Regions from separate parts of the Gasterosteus aculeatus genome. Here region 1 is linked to region 2. Evidence: chromatin contacts called from public Hi-C data. All regions are on one chromosome and are shown on one strand. The core of a region is the stretch at or near the end of the contact, and the rest is flanking DNA. Distances in the headings are between cores, read along the strand shown. Region 1 holds the start of LOC120831355 (interleukin-1 beta). Region 2 has its middle 6.2 kb from the start of LOC120830473.

Region 1 (3,676 bases), core at 451-2,950, 47 kb before region 2:
ACCATGATTTGAAACGTGAGATGCTTTTAAACTTCTCCATTGATCATAGTTTTATAGATGACATGTTTTACTTTAATGTTGTAATATCTTATTGTGTGTTGAATAAAACGAGGAGCTGAGTAAATATTTATCATTTAGTCATTTTGATTTGTAATTTACGGTAGTTCTCGGTTATAGAACATGGTATCGTTACAGTGTTATTATGCTGTTGACGTACGCTCTTACAGCTGTTACATTCTGCATGTTTATCGAGGTGGATTCTGACTTCCACGTGTACAAAATAGTGAGTGTTGTACTATACGAATGACTTTGCATTCTAGCATTTCATCAGAGTAAACATGGCATCATGAGTTTTTTAAATTTCAGTAACTCTATTGTGTCATTTTTTTTCTCACTTCCTTAAATGTAACTAAAAACGATGTGAAAGTAATTTCACATTGTTTTTAAAGACTGTATTTTTCCTGATTTCCTTTCCCGAGTGATTCCACCAGAAGAAGAACAACATCGTGTAACGATAATTATGACCCAACCTATTAAATACACCGGAACATGCACACGCACAGACTCACACGCACCTCAGCTGCAGACAAATCAAATCTTTCCATTACTTTTCAGGCTGCCTTGAACCGGAATTTCCTGCTTTTGCCACAACGGCGTTCTCAGAATGCAGTTGGAAGGTGTAACAGTTACACATCTTAATCTTCTTAAGATCTTTGATAAACATTAAGATGTAACACATCTTAATGTTTATCAAAGAACCCTCATAAAAAGGGGATTATGATGTCTTATGAGATGACTCTTTTTACCCAGAAACAAATCTTCACAGTTAACAAAACAAATTAGATAATAAGGCAAGAACCTATTTTGCTTTTAATATGATGTTGTCTTTTTAGTGATTTAAATTGCAATAAAAACCCATACACACACACATACATTGAGTCTCTGCTGGCCATCCCTAGATGAGTAAAATTAGCATTATATTATTAAATTCTTCTTAATAGTGAAAATCCTTTGATTGATCACCGGATACAAAACAACAGCAAGACTAATGAGGAGCGGCCGGCCGCTCGCTGAGCTCAGTGATTTATTACCAAACTATCATAGAGGTAAAAAAAGGTAAACACACTAAAGATCTGCACGTTAGCATTGTCATTGTTTGCACATTACTGGTGGGCTACGTTAGCATTCGACTCAAAGCACCCAGCAGCATGGCGGTAGACTGCAGCCGTCCTGTAAACACAACGTATTAAAGACATTCGCTCCGGATTAATTTATACTGTTTGGATTAACAAATAGAACTTTTTGAATTTAATTAAATTCGCAATAACCCTATAAAAACGCAATTTAGGGTAGCTATATAATGAATAAAAATAATCATTATTTTATAGTCTTCTCGCTTCTACAGGCAGCGGGGCCTTTGACACGCATTTAAGCATAAAAGATATCATACAGATTTACACTTGGTTTGCTGTAAAGCTTTAAGCTTAGTTTATAATATAAGCACCAGAACATCACATTCCGGCCTCCTGCACACATTGAGGTAAATTCAGCTGACGCAGCTTCTTCGTGTAAAGAGAAGTGAAGCAATGTCGATTACGCCGCCGTTATGCAAGTCTCAACAGAAAGTGCGTCTTGTGCTGCTGCTGGACATTTCGACTTCATCAAAAGAAACAGCAAAACTCCGAAAGGCTCGTTCTAAGACGTAGGAGGTTCAGGTGCAGACCACAAGACTGTGTGACAATTCATTTGGAAACTGTGACCTACGTTTAGAAGGATATTTGTATTTCTCCTGAATCAAACCGGTTTTATCCAGTTGTGACTAATTGTCAGCTTTAATCATTCCTATGTGTAATTATTATTATTACAGACGTTTAAATACAGGGTCAAGATTTACACTCTATGTTGATTTTGCAGCAGCTTTTAACAACCAGATGTTCTCCCTTTTTTCATATCATTGTGATGTTTCATTTAATCTAGTTTATAGTCTTCAACTATAGTAATATATGAGAATAGACTAAATTTACTCCAAAGGGCAGCACCTCTCTACAGCATCTGACGGAAGATTACCAAACTCCACCTGACCAGCAGCTTTAAAGCGACTACTTGTGTCTCATTTGTTTAATATGTACAACAACTGAAGGGAGAAAACACCATTGACGCTGTTTCACAAGGGTCCTAAATATGCCTAGATTACCCATAAAAGCGACAAATTTATTTTTCTCAGACTTTCTGCACGGATGAAATAAACAAAATAGTTGGTTTAAGATTCAGAGGTGAATTTCTCAACACGAAGTAGACTACAGTATTTCATCACGGTCTGTAGGGCCGTCCCACTTCCTCCCATCAAAGGAAATTCCCTCGACGGCTGCGTGTATAAAAACCAAGCAGGTCGGCACAGGCAGGCAGAACACCAGTGACTGCAGGACTGCTGCGATCTACCAGACACACCCGAAACAACTTCTTATCTACTGACTTAACAGGTAAAATGATTTCCAGTGTTTTTGTTGTTTTGACGTGGAGCGGATTTTAAATGGGAATGTTGCTTTTCTTACTTTGAAAGGACACATTCAGTGTGGTTTATTTAACATCTCTGGAGTGTCTTCGTGTTTGGTGTTTATGAAGTATTGAGTTCCAGATGCTCCGTAGCTTTAACAACTGAGTAACACAGCAAACACTATTTCGAGGTGTTGAATACAAAATCTATAAAATTGTGGGACAGAATTGTAAAAAGTTCACCGGACAATCCCGCTGCTCCTCCCTGAACGTTCTGTGGTTAAGTGACGCTGCAAATGTTTCCCTCCTGCAGACTTTCCCTTCTTCGACAAAAAGATGGAATCCGTGAGAGAAAGCAACGGCAGCGGCGCGTGGAGCCCCAAGATGCCCCAGGGAATGGACTTTGAGATCTCCCATCACCCGCTGACGATGAAGCAGGTGGTCAACCTCATCATCGCCATGGAGCGGTTCAAGGGCGACGGCTCGGAGTTGCTGATGAGCTCCGAATTCAGAGACGAGGACATGCTGAACATCATGCTGGACGGCTTAGTGGAAGGTAATCCCGCGGAGGCGACTTTTGTGTGTTTTAGTTTCAGTGTTCAGCTTTTCTGGCTTTCCTCTGGAACCCTGTGGCTGCCGTTGCCGTTCACGCTGCCGCCTTTCACAACGTCACTAACCAGGTGTGTCTCTTGTCCCCTCAGAGGAGATCGTGACGCTGTGCAGTTCGCCGCCACATCTCCAGATCAGCTGGACGGGCGAGCAGCAGTGCAGCATCACCGACCAGGAGAAGAGGAGCTTAATTCGGGTCCCAAACAGCATGCAGCTCCACGCGGTGATGCTGCAGGGCGGCTCCGAGGCCAAAAAAGGTGATTAGAAGAGAGGCGAGATAATCATTCACAAAACTGTAACTGTAATTGGGCGAGAGGCCCAACAATAACACTTAAAGTACCATTTAAACACTGATAGATGAAACAATAAAACATACAGCATGAGCTAACACAGGAGTGTAAAGTACAATGTTTAACTGTCTCAAAGTAGTTTTTCCTGCACAAATACGAACGTGAACACAAAAGTCTTTCAGCTTTGAGGGACTAATCAACCTCCATCCTCTCCTCAGTGCTCATGACCATGTCGGCGTACCTGCACCCTGCGCCGAGCGTGCCGGGCCAAACGGTGGCTCTGG
Region 2 (4,012 bases), core at 955-3,454:
GAGGGGGTTCATGTAGAGTTTGAGTGACGTTTACAGATTATAGATACAGATTTACTTGAAAGGTTATGTTGCGCTTCACAGTAAAAACGTTGAACAGGAAACCGTCCCGGGCGTGATGTTATGACAGAGCTAAAAGTAAATCAGTGACAACACAATCCAAAGTTTTAAAGGCGTCGTGTTGGGTGGGAACTGATTAGATTGTGGTGATCGAACACGCTATGATGGGAAGAACAGGGAGTGTTTTATTAAACATGGGATGTGACACTCATGCATTCATAGTTATTAAATGTCTATTCCTCCCTCAGAATGATCCAGTTCTACACGGTGGCGTGTGTGAATGCCAGAGCGCCACACCTCAACGCCTCCTGCAGCTGGTTGCCTCGCCCTCGCTGCATTAGTTTGACACCGAAATCAAATTCCTTAGATGGAAATCACACAAACGAAACGTTGGAACGGAAACAGGACGGGGGACGCAGAGGCCCCCCATGTTCAGATGGGATCCTCTTTTGTAATTAACAAGCCATTTTATTTATTTCAATCTGCAAAGCGACTTGACTGATGTTTGTATTTGTTCTACACGGTGAAAATACCCCACGGATAAAAATCTGCCTTTTGAAAACAGGTTTTAACCACAGAACTTATTTCGGGCATTTAGCAAACTCAGACCGGAGTTTTAGAACTCCTTCCTGCACCGCTCTATCCGAGGTGATTCTCAAAACGTACAATACAACCACAGTAAATGTCACATTTCATGCTAGCATTAGCCGAAGCCTAACATGAAACAGGAAATAAAAGACATTCCTGTCATGGCCAGAACACAAGATAACTGATTTGATTGATGGGTTCTTTGACTCGGCTGGTGAGACGGCAGCGACTCGGCCCAAGTGAAGGACAGCTGAGGATACGTCTGCCCTCCCCCCCACTGCATACAAGCTGTCCAACATCGGGCAGCGGTTGACAGATGAGGAACCAGATGTTTTACATCTGCTGCTGGAGATTGTCATGAAAGTGTTTTCTTCTGAGGGGCAGTACGAGTGAAGGACAGTGTCCTCTTACTTCATCTGGAGGCCCCACAGTTTGTTTACAGCATATTAAACATTCCTAGAGGGCATGGCTGCTGGTGTGTGTGTGTGTGTGTGTGTGTGTGTGTGTGTGTTTCAAAGGAGGTAGGCAAACATTTACAGCATTTCTGGATTTTGAATGAAGGGCGTTATGCGCCGGAGGGACGAGTAGAAGCTGGATAAAGATTAGGACAAGGGTTGTAAAAGGTAGTGAGAAATTCATCTCAGTCGGATTTGAGTCACATCAATCGATAACTGGATGTTACATCACCACAACAAAGATGTTGGAGCGTTGACTTGTAATATCCGTTCTCTTGCATTCATTTGCTCAGCGCTGGGCGTTAAGAAGTACTGCTCTCGGGGAATGTAGTGAACTGCACACAGGGCTTTTGCTGAAAATACAGACTTTGGACACAATATTTGGTCAAAGTTCAATTCATGCTGCCGCACTGCCATCTCATCTCTTCGTAATGTAGACTGTGCACCTTTTTAAAAAAAAAAGTGATATCCCTGCGCTCACTAAGAAACGATGCATGCTTTTAAGCGTCAATCAAGGCCGAAGTCTTGTAGCTGCCAGAAATGTCCTTGAAAGTCCCTGAAAGCTTTAGCGGCAAACTAATCCAACTCAGTTGCCGATGACTGCAGTTTAACCCGCTTCAATCTGAACGTGCACATCCTAAACAGCTTATACTGCCCCGAGCTAAATGCTAACACGCTCACAATGAGCGTTTTCGCAATGAAAATCACATTTCATGGATCACTGCAGCGTTGGGGGTCAGTCCTCCAGCTCTCTGAGAGGTTTACGAGGAGCAAGCGCGACTTAATTAGCGGGAGACAGATGTTTGTTTCATGTTTCCCGCCAGAAGTCTTTTTTATTAAAGCGTGACCACGAGTCCTTCCTCACCAAGTTGTTTTAACCACAATAAAAAAAAAGGAAGCTCCTCAGACCGACATTTGAGTGGAAAACAAAGGCTTGCTTAACACTTTGCAGACAGCCTTAAATGTTCTTTGCGAAACGAGGGAGTTCTTTCTTGACGGCTCGCCGTTGCCGCCATATGCGCCCCGGGGCCCTCAGAGGCCTCACATCAGCAGCCGCTCTCCGTCTTGCAGGCGGAGCTGGACGGGTGCCGGGACGCTGCTGCGCTGATCTGTGCTGCTCACATGTGGCGTAGACGTGGTATTGCCTCTGCGGCGGAATTATAAGATGGTAGTGTGCTTGCAGAATGTAAGTCGCGTACAGTAAACGAGGATGATTATTGTTTTGATGACGCGGAGGAGGACATATTCCCAGCTTGGTGAATAGATGCGTCACGTACGATCGCAGTGTGATTATCGGGGACGGTACATGATCTCCTTTGCATGTGTGTCTTTTGATCCCAGCTGTTCAGTCCTGATCTTTCTTTCCCAGCCGGCGTTGACGATTAAAACCACCGGCGTAGTAAACGTGGTTTACGACCCCCTCGTCTTCCCGACAAACACCCCCTCGGCGGTCCAGATCTCCTCCTCGATTACCTCACACTTTCCTCTCCTGCCTCCTCCCCAGACCAGGAATCAGGAATCAGGAAACATTTATTAGCCAAAATATGTCAAACATACAAGGAATTTGTCTTGGCGATTAGTGCGCGACAGTAGACAGACAAGACAACAGTGCACAAGTAATAAAATAAAGTGGAATGAAATGCTAATGCAATGGGTTAGTAGAATAAGGCTATGGGTTAGTATAAAACAAGGGAATAAAGTTAAAAAAAATTAAATATTAAAAAGTTAAAAAGAAAAATATTAAGCATAAAGTGCACTAACGAACAAGTAACAGACAAGAGACAAAGTGACAAGTGACAAAGTGATGAATTGCAGTTAAAGTGGCATGTGCAGTATGAGGGGGAGTGACCGGTGGAGTGTTATAGTCAGGCATAACACTTCTCCAGGCCTCAGCTTTGCCGTCTTCAACCTAATCTGTTCTTGTCTTTTTGCTCTGTTTGCCAGCGTGACGGCCCCCGCCGGGACATGATGAGTGAGTGTTACGCGAACCCCAACCCGGCCCAGCCCTACTCATCACTCCTCTCGATGCTTACGTGCATCAACACACAAACAAGCGCTCACTGAATCACGTAACGCATCTCAGAAAGGCTTGTTGTGCGTTAACTTTCTGCGGCGTGGGTCCCTTTCCACCCTTGCATTGCATCAGCTTGTGCGGAACCTATTTGGAAGTTGATGACGAACAATGATTCTGCAAAACCCTCTGCAGGTCAAGCGGCAGGTCACGATGCATCTTGTGTGTGTTTGACTGAAAGCGCCGACGACGCCGAAGTGAAGGCTGAGCTGCGAATGATTCTCCCTCCTTTCAGAGTTTTAAAGGACTGGATTAATGAAAAGAATAGACTGTGAACTGTGCGAATGTGTTCATCTCGGGTGTCCTGCACACTTGGATCCTGCACCGGCGTTGAAGTACCGCAAGGCGGATAAACAGAGGATTTGGCGTCCGATGAGGTGTTGGATCAGGGGTCCGTTTCTACCCAGCTCGACCGGCACGTCGGCCTTTGGCCTGTTGCTGGTGGCCGCCGCTCGAGGTTCACGACCAAGATGTTTTTTAAATCGGTTTGGACAAATTCCCCGGCATGCACATTTTGGCGCCGGCTGTGGAATGCTGAATTGTGAAACCGCCTCTTGGTGTCCGATGGGATTCCATTTGCACAATGGCCAGTGTTTCACCAGATCCGCATTTCCCTCAGCTGTCATGTGTCTCTATGTAAGTGGGAAGTAACAAGCTGCATCACCAGCAGTTGACCCCGAGGAGGAGATACACCCGTGGAGCTGAGCAGTGTAAATTAGCATTATTATGCGGAATAATTGAACCTGGAATGGGATCAAGCCGCCCCCTGCTGCCCTCATTCCCTCGCCCTCATTAAAGTTTACATTATTATGAAGCAAATAACCCACGATGTAGTTGCAAT

What was found. Hi-C and Micro-C count contacts between places; a contact is called where the count stands out from the background.
Region 1: a Hi-C map of skeletal muscle shows a contact between it and region 2, with 4 times the contacts expected there. The contact joins the promoter of LOC120831355 here to the enhancer-like site in region 2. A contact is called at or near these places in 2 of 6 Hi-C or Micro-C datasets (skeletal muscle and whole body).

Annotation. Positions count from the first base shown.
Region 1 is chr13:20,674,585-20,678,260 of fGasAcu3.hap1.1, reverse strand. LOC120831355 (interleukin-1 beta) reads left to right here and starts at 1,700. Exons shown (of 5, transcript XM_040196753.2): 1 at 1,700-2,480; 2 at 2,807-3,049; 3 at 3,195-3,359; 4 at 3,611-3,676. The coding sequence starts at 2,830.
Region 2 is chr13:20,628,088-20,632,099 of fGasAcu3.hap1.1, reverse strand. No RefSeq gene overlaps it. Among protein-coding and RNA genes, the nearest start is that of LOC120830473, 6.2 kb to the right of the region's middle. Within about 2 kb of position 2,204, at least 5 of the 9 cell types and tissues checked have open chromatin away from gene starts, as enhancers often do.